Linked DNA regions of Sus scrofa: all the other regions are linked to region 3. A link is a contact called in public Hi-C data. All regions are on one chromosome and are shown on one strand. Each heading gives the region's core, a stretch centred on a gene start, on an enhancer-like site or on the middle of the called end of the contact. The rest is flanking DNA. Distances are from core to core; before and after follow the strand shown.

Region 1 (3,340 bases), core at 139-2,638, 94 kb after region 3:
AGGAATCTGTAAGCCAAAAATGTTAAAAATAGGGAGTTCCCGCTGTGGCACAGTGGCTTAAAGATCAGGCGTTGCCACAGCTGATACGTCACAGCTGTGGCTCGGATTCAGTCTCTAGCTGTGGAACCTCCATATGCTGTGGGTGCAGCCAAAAAAAAAAAAAAAATGCTAAAAATAAAGCCAGCTCTCATTCTGCAAATGACACCACGTCAAGATGAGATCCTAGTGTAAATTCATGTTCTTTCAACAGCTTCAAGATGCTTCCTTTGCAACATGAAAGTAATTTGCACGACCTAAGTTTCATGTCTTAGCGCTCAGTCATCTAAAACAGTAAGGTAAAATCGATAACCCAGACAGGAAATATACTCCAATGTGGCATTGCCTTATACCACTTAAGTTTCTCTGGGAAACAAACTTTTAAAGGTTCAGACACATTTTTAGGCTATGGAGTAAATAAAAATTAGCAGTGATAGATGGTGCCTAGAAAAAGTGATTTGGAATAGAAGAATAATAATCTGGAATGCAACAAGTAGAAATGTCAAGCTAAGAAGTAAATACTCTACAGAAAGACAAAAGAATTTGGAGTCCGGAGAAACCGAGATCCACAGAATGAAGCAAATCATACTGAAGACAGCTTGTGAATCCTACACAATTCTTCAATTCATCCAACAGGTATTTATACAGCATCTAATTGGTGCCTGACATCCTTTCCGTGCTTAGATATTCCTAAAAATAAAATGAATTACCCAATAACTCTCCCTTTCCTATTCCACACCCACCTTATCGATAATGCTGTTAACAATGAGAGGATTTTTCAAAATGTGCTGCCCAATGCCCGTGTTGAACATGAGTCCTGTAAGAAAACATGAAACAGCCTTAATTTCCTAACTAAAATCAAATATTAGACTGTCCCTTAAAAGAAAGTAGGAGAGTTGAGGGAAGATTTCTGTGCCGAGAAGAACCAAACATCAAGCTAGGATTGATAAACTAAGTCCTCCCCTTCTGCTGAAAAGGAAGCGAGAGGGCGGCGCGCCGGGCCTGTGGCCGGCGCTCGGGGAAACCTAGGACTTGCGCTCCCGGATCGGGAATCCCGCCCAGTCTCACTGTCCCGACCCACATCTCCGTCCTCGCCCCGGGCTTGGTCCTGCCGGAAGACCTGACTCGACCCTGCTCCTCGGCTGTCCCCACCTCCGGCGCTCTTCAGTTCCCGGCGTTGTTGTTGCCGCTCGCGGCGACGGACGCTCGCCCCCGACTTGATCTTCGGCATCTTTTCCCGCAGCGGGCCCACAGGCAGGTTAAGTTAGGGAGAACCTAACCCGTTAATCCCGAGAAAGTGCACCACGTGGGAATCGCCGGCCTGCACCCCCAGCACCGGTTCGGATCACGTCTGGGAGGGGCGAGAACCCGCCCCCTGGTTTGCTCTGGGGTCCGCCCTCAGAGACTGAACCCGACCTTGGAGCCAGATGGCTGCTGGGAATTGTAGTCATAAACTGAAGGGAAAGCCTACCTCCGGAGCCTACAAATCCCAGAAGGCGCCACGCAACAGATCAGTTTGGATTGGCTAGTTTAGAATGGGGGCGGGGCTTGTTGTTCTTACAGCTTGGAGCTAGTTAAGTACGTTTTGGTGTGTACCCAGAGATGTTGGAGGCGGTTTAAATTTAGGCCTGGCTTTTTCAGGCCAGGTTCTAGAATTGCTGAAGCCAAATGTTTTTTTTATTATGTCACCTGCCTATCTCCTGTTTCCCAGCAGATTGTGGGGTGAGAATCCCAGGAATTTGGGATGAAGAGCTTGCTTCTCTGGGGGTTGGAGTCCTCCACTACTTGATTTGTGGAAAGGAACTTAAAAGAGGTGTTTTAAGTTAAAATGAGGACCTCAGACTGTGACCTAATCCATTCTGACTGGTTTACTTTAGACACACAAAAGGGGGGTTGTGCTCAGAGGAAAGACTGTGTCATGACACAGCCAGAAGGAAGCCATCTGCAAGCTAAGAGAGACCCCAGGAGAAACCAACTCTGCTGACACCTTGATCTTGGCTTCTAGCCTCCAGAACTGTAAGAAAATAAATTTCTGTCAGAGTTCCCTTCGTGGCTCAGTGGTTAATGAACCCAACCAGGGTCCACGACAATGCGAGTTTGATCCCTGTTCTCGCTCAGTGGGTTAAGGATCCAGCACTGCCCTGAGCTGCGTGTAGGTTGCAGAGGCAGCTCAGATCCCCAAGTTGCTGTAACTCTGATTAGACCCCTAGCCTGGAAACTTGCAAATGACTCAGGTGTGGGCCTGAAAAAGCAAAAAAAAAAATATATATATATATAATTAAATTAAATTAAATTAAAAATAAATAAATAAATTTCTGTCATTTAAGCCACCCAGTCTGGCATATTTTATTATGGCAACCCTAGCAAACTAATGCAACACGTAATGAAAATTCATTTTCCAAGGGCCTACCTTAAACACACTGGATCATAATAGGATTTGGCCCTGGCAAATGCATTTTTGACAGACCCTCTAGGAGATTCTGATGCACAATGTAGGTAGGGAATCACTATTTTCTACACTAATATAGTTGGTCGGGAAATTCCTCCATAAATGAAAAAGGATTAGGAGGGCTATCCTCATCAGTACAGGGAAGCTGTTCTAATGATTGTATCATTTATTCTGGCCAAATTTCATCCAATTCTTTTTTCTCTCTGAAGTGAGACAGTATTGGATGCCTCATGAATCCATTAGTCCTAGGGAATTGTGTGATGCTGGGGTAGGAACTGCATTAAATAAATGACTATGTGGAGTTCCCGCCGTGGTGCAGTGGTTAACAAATCTGACTAGGAACCATGAGGTTGTGGGTTCGATCCCTGGCCTTGTTCAGTGGGTTAAGGATCCTGCGTTGCTGTGAACTGTGGTGTAGGTCGCAGATGCAGCTCGGATCCCACGTTGCTGTGGCTCTGGCTAGGCTGGTGGCTACAGCTCCGATTAGACCTGGGAACTTCCATATGCTGCAAGAGCAGGTCTAGAAAAAGGCAAAAAGACAGAAAATAAATAAATAAATAAATGAGTATGTGGGAGTTCCTGTCGTGGTGCAGCGGGTGCAGCAGAAACAAATCTGACTAGGAACCATGAGGTTTTGGGTTCCATCCCTGGCCTCGCTCAGTGGGTTAAGAATCTGGCATTGCCCAGAGCTGTGGTGTAGGTCTCAGACACGGCTCAGATCTTGAGTTGCTGTGGCTCTGGCGTAGGCTGTCAGCTCAGATTAGACCCTTAGCCCGGAAACCTTCATATGCCATGGGTGCGGCCCTAAAAAAAAAAAAAAGACAGAAAAAAAAAAAAAAAGAAATGAGTGTAGAA
Region 2 (3,144 bases), core at 364-2,863, 75 kb before region 3:
AATTTTCAAAGCTTTTGACAAAGACCGTCAGTGTTCGCCTCAGTATGATTGTTGAAACACTGTTCAGAGCTATTAATAGGTCTGCTGTGAGGAAAAGAGGTTCCATGGTCAAATAACTGGGAAATGCCACACATGACAAACCCCTTTGTGAACAGTGATAATGCATATTCACATGGTGAAAGCTCTGGGCAGCCTGCAGCTAAGAAGACTACTTAGCTTAGTTTAACCCCATTTCCCAAATGCATTCCAGCATTTAGCACTTATTAACATTTCCTTGAACACCAGCATGGGGGAAGCTGGCTTAAAAAAAAAAGTGACTCGAGCGGAGAAAACAGACTTGGGGTTGCCAGGGGAGAGGGTCTCCGCCTCTCCTTTGGAGTAGGATGAACTGGGATTTGGGGTTGGTAGATACAGACTACTACATTTAGAATGGATGAGTAGTGAGGTCCTATATTGACCATAATGGAAAATAATACAAGAAAAAGAATGTATGTATGTGTATGAATGGGTCACTATGCTGTACAGCAGAAATTGACACAACACTGTGAATCAACTATACCCTAATAAAAAATAATTTTTTAGAAAACAAAATGCTGGAGTTCCCGTCGTGGCACGGTGGTTAACGAATCCGACTAGGAACCATAAGGTTGCGGGTTCGGTCCCTGCCCTTGCTCAGTGGGTTAACGATCCGGCGTTGCCGTGAGCTGTAGTGTAGGTCGCAGACGCGGCTCGGATCCCGCGTTGCTGTGGCTCAGGTGTAGGCTGGTGGCTACAGCTCCGATTGGACCCCTAGCCTGGGAATCTTCACATGCCGTGGGAGCGGCCCAAGAAATAGCAAAAAAAAAAAAAAAAAACAAAATGCTTAGGTCTCAGTGTTAGTAGGCAAAAGCCTAGCTGTAGGAAGATAATACCACTAGTATTATAGAACCTCCCCATTATCTATTACCTGTTAATTAATTTCTCCATTACATTATAGATGAACATTTTTAAAAAAATGAAGTGACTAGTGATGGCAGTCCTAGGCTCCCTGACGTGATTATGAAAGAGCCATTGTAGAGAAAGGACCTCATGTCGGTAGTTTTCTCACTTTTCTGTGTGTGAGTGTGGTATGCCCTCCACGTGGTGACAATGTTCTATGGCCACCTTCCTCACCATTGGGGGAAGTCCTACTATTGTTGATTAGGTATGGAAAGTACTCTCAGCCAAGGCATTTACTTAGAGGTTAGCTCTAGATTCTTAGGTAATGCTAAACTATTGTCAGCTGGAAAACAGGGAAAAACAGGTGTCTGAAGGGAGAATAAAACAGTCGGATAGAAAGGAATGGAGAAAAACAAACTATGGATTTGACATCTCTTGCCTCCCTCCCACTCACTATCCGAATATCTGAATATGTAGACAGAAGTATCTAAGTATTTAGGGATCAACATCCCTAAGGAATGGTACTTGAAATTTGAGCCACTTTGAATACACATAGGATACATCGTATTTGCACGTAGCAGGAGGAAAAAGCAGACAAAGGAAAAGACTTCTTTGCAACAGGAAACTGTACATGGGGGTGGAAGCTCAGATCTTTGGAATCTAAGAGTTGAGGTCACTTTTCAAAACCACTCCCAATTTTAGGGCACAGAATGTCTTAGTCATCCCCTAAAGGTTTAGCTAAAGAATGTGACTAAAGCAAGGAAGCAGCCATAGGTTTTTCAGAGGATGAGAACATGTCCTGTTTGGAGACATTCATGCATGCCCCTATGCAGAGTGGGCCCCACAGCTGTCCACTCTGGGTGCAAGCCTGTGGGGAACGGAGCCAGGAGGGAAGCCTGCTATGGGCAGAATGAGGCGGGGCTGCACTGGAATGAGCCCCTCCCTTGAAGGGTCTAAAAGAGATGGAAGAATTTCTGAACCAACTAGAGACCAGAACCCATCCAAGAATAGAAGTGGAGAGGACAAGGGCTTTTTGAGTTACTTCCACAGCAATCCAGATTAGAACATTTTTTTCTAAGGAGCCTTAGGTTTCCCTTTGGAGAGCCCTGGTTTCCAAGTGTCCTTTCTTACAAAGAGGCATGTGATAAAATTGGTTGAATGGATGAGTGTTAAGTGTGAGTGCAGTGAACACTATTAGGCAAGGTCCCAAGCATGAGCTGCCACAGGAGTGAGTGATCTCTCAGGAGGCAGAGGTGCCCCATGAGAACACGGAGGTACTGAGATGAGGACCGTGGCCAAATGGGAGGACCATAGGGCACTGGGGTTATCAGCATGGGCTTTAAGCAAGATAGATGTGGGTTAGAATCTTAGGCTCACTACTTACTAGCTGTGTGATCTTAGGCAAGTTAATGAACTTTGCTGAGTATTTTGTTTTCTTACTATAAAGGGAAATTAAAAATCCCTAACTTACATGGGGATTCGTGGGGATTCAATGCAGTAATACATATAATACACTTAACACTGTGCGTGACACATAGTAAGTACTCTTTACTGCAGTCATCTTAAGGGTCAAATTTCTCCCCAGAACTGGGCTAGGAGATTTAAGGAAAATAAATAAGCAGATAGGAAAGCAGAAGAAGAGAGAGAAAGTTAAATTCATCTATAGCTTGATTATATGTCTGTGGAAAAAGACAATCTCAGCAAGGTTCCATCAAGTAAACTGAATGAGTCCCTTGCCTACCTTGTGCCTGGATGTTTATGGCCTCTGCAGGCAGGACATTGTACGATACAACCAGAAGTCTCAGGGGAAATGAAAGGATGGGGTGTGTCTGAATTTGGGGTGGGTGGTTTGCTTTGAAAGAATTGTTTCATTTTTTGGAGAGGGAATGCCAAGCTGTGATTTTATCATGAAACTAGCACTTTAATATCATTCCTTAATTTCCATCACGATTTTAAATAAGCTCTAGAAAGTCTCCACTTTTTATACTGTGTCCTTGGAAACAAGGTCAGAAAACGGAAAGAATGAAGCAAAACCCCACCTTCCATATGTACTGGGCTGCTAGAAAGCCAGACTACCCGTCCCTCCCCAAGCTTGGCTCTTCCTCATTTCCAGCTCCCTTCATTCCCGAGTGGCCCTCAGACACCCCACCTCAGCACTGTCGGGCTACGGGACAAAAAGGAAAACCTCAAGAAGTTCCCATTGTGGCACGGCGGAAGTGAATCCAG
Region 3 (3,348 bases), core at 607-3,106:
GACAAGCAGCATGTCTTACTTTTTTTTTTTCTTGAAGCAGGATGATGTGCATATTTTTTAAATACCTTTGAATATGGATTAAAGGTTTAAGACTTAATTATATAACCTACAGGGTGCAAGGTATGTGTCAGCAACCATGATAAAACATTATATTTTATGAAGCAATTTTAAATTTAATAGGTATACATAGCATGATATATTTGCATTCTTTAAAGAATTTGAAAGCAAATAGATGCTTTATACTTGTCAGAGACATAAAAGAATGAGTTCTTTTTTTTTTTTTTTTTTTTTTGTCTTCTGTCCTTTTAGGGCCGCACCAGTGGCATATGGAGGTTCCCAGGCTAGGGGTCTAATCGGAGCTGTAGGCACCGGCCACACCACAGCCACGCCAGATCCGAGCGGCGTCTGCAATCTTTACCACAGCTCACGGCGAGGCCAGATCCTTAACCCACTGAGTGAGGCCAGGGATGGAACCCAAAACCTCATGATTCCTAGTCGGATTCGTTTCCCCTGCGCCACGCCACGACAGGAACCCCAGAGTATGTAACTTGTAACCATTTTTTTTAGGATCTACTTGACTTGATTACCTATGTTATTTTGGAAACTTCTAGGCACATGCATATATCCATATCCACAATTAACACACACAAATAACCAGTTTCCAATTTTTAAATAAAACTGTATGTTTTTAGTTTTTATGTAAAGATTAACAATGACTAGCGAAAGTAGGGCACGGTAAGTGTGTTTCCTCCATATCAAGTCCCAATACTTGAAGCAAAAGTCACACTTTTGGAAGTTTTTACACAGTGTTGTAAACAGTTTCTGTGGTCTGGGTCCACATGGCCTTCCTGCTTGCCAGGATGAAGAATCCTCGTCTCCACATGTTGGTGTAGTCAGACTAATCAAGTAGCTGCAGAAAAGGCACATTCCTCAGTCAACCTTATGTGTCTGCCCTCTGTTCTTGAATCAGTCATTGGTTTTATGGGGCAGGGCAAAGACAAGACACCAGCATCAGATGCATCATAAACGGAATAGTCAAGGTCTCCCCACCACAGCGTTTCTTTTTGAGTGGCGATTAGCTATAAGTCAAGGTCTTGTAAAGCGAATCTTCATTTCGATTTAGGGTGGGTGACACCTCAAAGGCATTTCTTTTCCTCCACAACTGGAAACCTTGGGAAGGTTATTTGGATAGATCACCTCTAAATAGCAATAGAGGTGACACTGTCAGATGAATCACTGAGCCCAAGACGTCAATGGCCGACCCTTAAATTCAAATCCTTCAGCCACGCGCTCCAGCCGGAAAGCCCACGAATCACAGGGTCCTTAATCCATCCCAATAACAGCGAAATTTTTGGACGCCAGAGAGTCGGGATAGCACCCCTGGGCGGGTTCCCGCCCGTCTCTTCCGGGCGGCGCGCTGAAATCAAACCTCGCTTGGAGGCCTTGCCGCGCGCGCTCCGCTCCCCTTGCCTGCCCGGCCTACAGCCCCGCCGCGGAGCTGGGCGGGGCCGCCTCGAGGCAGCAGGGAAAGGCTGGCGGAGGAGGAAGAGACGCGGGAGGCGCGCTCTGCGCAGGCGCGCAGTGCCCCGCCTCCCTAGCGTCGGCTCCCGGGCAGGCAGCGCGGGCCCTCCCACTCTCCCCCGCGCTGCCTCACGGCCCCGGCCCTCGCTTCACCCCGACACCCCGGCGTGCGCGTCCTCTTGCCGGCCTGCAGGCCCAGGGCCTCCGCTTGCCAGCCCGCCGCTTCTCCTCGCGGCCCCGGCTCGCGTTCACGCTGTCGCCCGGGCCGGCGCGGCCGCGGACAACCGCTCCCCCTCCCACACCTACCCCGCCCCCTCCCCGCCTTTTCCGCCCTCCTGTCCCCCTCCCTCGGCCCGCCGCCGCTGCTCCAGATGAGGTGATGGCAACGGCCAACTTCGGCAAGATCCAGATCGGGATTTACGTGGAGATCAAGCGGAGCGATGGTGAGCCTCGCCGCCGCCCCTGCTGGCCGGGCCGGTACTCGGGTGTGCAAGGAGGGGAAGCCGGCGCCGGCCGCCTCATTGATTGCTCCGCCGGGCTGTGGGGGCGGGAAGGCGGCGGCCGCGGCGCTTTTGTGTGTGGCGTGTGTGCGAGTGAGGCCAGTTTGGGGTCCGCCCCGGGTGCCGCTGCGGTGCAGGGGAGAGGAGGGGCCCTGTGGAGGGCTGGGTCGGGGGGGAGGCCGGCAGGGAAGGGCCAGGGTGTAGCGGGCCGCGTCTCTGGGGACTTAAAGCGGGCGCGCCGGAGGATCCGGGCCGGGGGCCTTGCTCTCCCGCGATCTCCATCCTCCCGGGGACTCCAGCCCGGTGGGCGGGGGCAGCGAGCTCCGTTAGGGTTGACCCAGCCTCTCAGATCTCTCGGCCTCTTCATTTTCCGGTCTCATTTCTGAGGGGTGAGGGGTGGGGGGTGGGGAGAGCGTGAAGACCAGAGACTTCGGTTTTTAGGGAACCGACTTGTGGTCCAAGGCCGAGGTGGGGAAGAAAGGCCAACCCCGTTGGTTAAGCTGTCTGGTTGTCAGGTTTCTTCGGCTTTCATTTCTCGAGCATGCCTGTCTTTTTCGCTAGACCCTTCCTTGGAAGAGGGATGCTCAGCCTTGAATGTGGGTGGGGGAGCAATGGGAAGAAGTATTCGATAAGCTTCTCAAAGGTGATGAGACTGAAAGGGAAGGAGGGGGATGAGCCTAGTCAATGCGAGGCACTACTGAGAGGGTGCGAGTGGGCGACCGGATGTTGATCTTTTCACACCCTCTGGAGAGGTAACCGAGAGAAAAAGTGTAAGACGAGGTGAAGACACAAGCTTAATTAAAAAATATTTTTTTAAGTCTTAGGCTTTTATATCTTTCTATGGATTTCTCTTGGGGAAAATGTCACTAGCTTGGGGTGTGGAGTGATACAGCGCCAGCCAGGCTTGGAAATAATTTATATTGTAAAGGAGAAAACGCATGGAGGGGGATGGTCATTTAGCCTACTCAGTAGTAATGTCGCTATCACATCCACACCTTGTTGGTTTCCGTTAGGTTTGACCAAATCATGTGAGGCTAGGTTGACTTTAATGTTTTCCATGTGATATATTGGAAAACCTGTATAGCTAGTGGTTTGTTTGTTTTTTTCCTTTCTCTCTTCGTTATATTTGATGTAGTTTGTTTTAACAATTGGAAGCATTATCTTGTGTGGGAAAGGACTAATTATATCACTTAGAGCTTTAAAAGCTACCAATAACACTAGTGGAAAAGAGGTGTCTCTTACTTGGGATGGGTTTCTTTATATTATTTTCTTCAAATTATTGTCCTTAAGCAGTGTTGTTACTGTCATTTCTTTTTTAGGTAAATGC

What was found. A called contact is a pair of places that touch in the nucleus more often than the background predicts.
Region 1: a Hi-C map of skeletal muscle shows a contact between it and region 3, with 4 times the contacts expected there. The contact joins the promoter of DIMT1 here to the promoter of KIF2A in region 3. A contact is called at or near these places in 1 of 5 promoter capture datasets (fetal liver), 7 of 47 Hi-C or Micro-C datasets (heart right ventricle, liver and skeletal muscle) and 2 of 2 datasets of contacts at active chromatin or transcription factors (alveolar macrophages and skeletal muscle).
Region 2: a Hi-C map of embryonic fibroblasts shows a contact between it and region 3, with 4 times the contacts expected there. The contact joins the enhancer-like site here to the promoter of KIF2A in region 3. A contact is called at or near these places in 3 of 47 Hi-C or Micro-C datasets (embryonic fibroblasts, epiblast stem cells and fibroblasts) and 1 of 2 datasets of contacts at active chromatin or transcription factors (skeletal muscle).

The regions. Positions count from the first base shown.
Region 1 is chr16:41,109,815-41,113,154 of Sscrofa11.1, forward strand. DIMT1 (DIM1 dimethyladenosine transferase 1 homolog) reads right to left here and starts at 1,389. Exons shown (of 12, transcript NM_001244313.1): 1 at 1,189-1,389; 2 at 780-853. The coding sequence starts at 1,267.
Region 2 is chr16:40,940,223-40,943,366 of Sscrofa11.1, forward strand. No RefSeq gene overlaps it. Among named protein-coding and RNA genes, the nearest start is that of KIF2A, 75 kb to the right of the region's middle. Within about 2 kb of position 1,614, at least 11 of the 83 cell types and tissues checked have an H3K27ac peak or open chromatin away from gene starts, as enhancers often do. A contact at or near this core is called in embryonic fibroblasts and epiblast stem cells, where this site is marked.
Region 3 is chr16:41,015,127-41,018,474 of Sscrofa11.1, forward strand. KIF2A (kinesin family member 2A) reads left to right here and starts at 1,857. Exons shown (of 20, transcript NM_001244211.1): 1 at 1,857-1,964. The coding sequence starts at 1,901.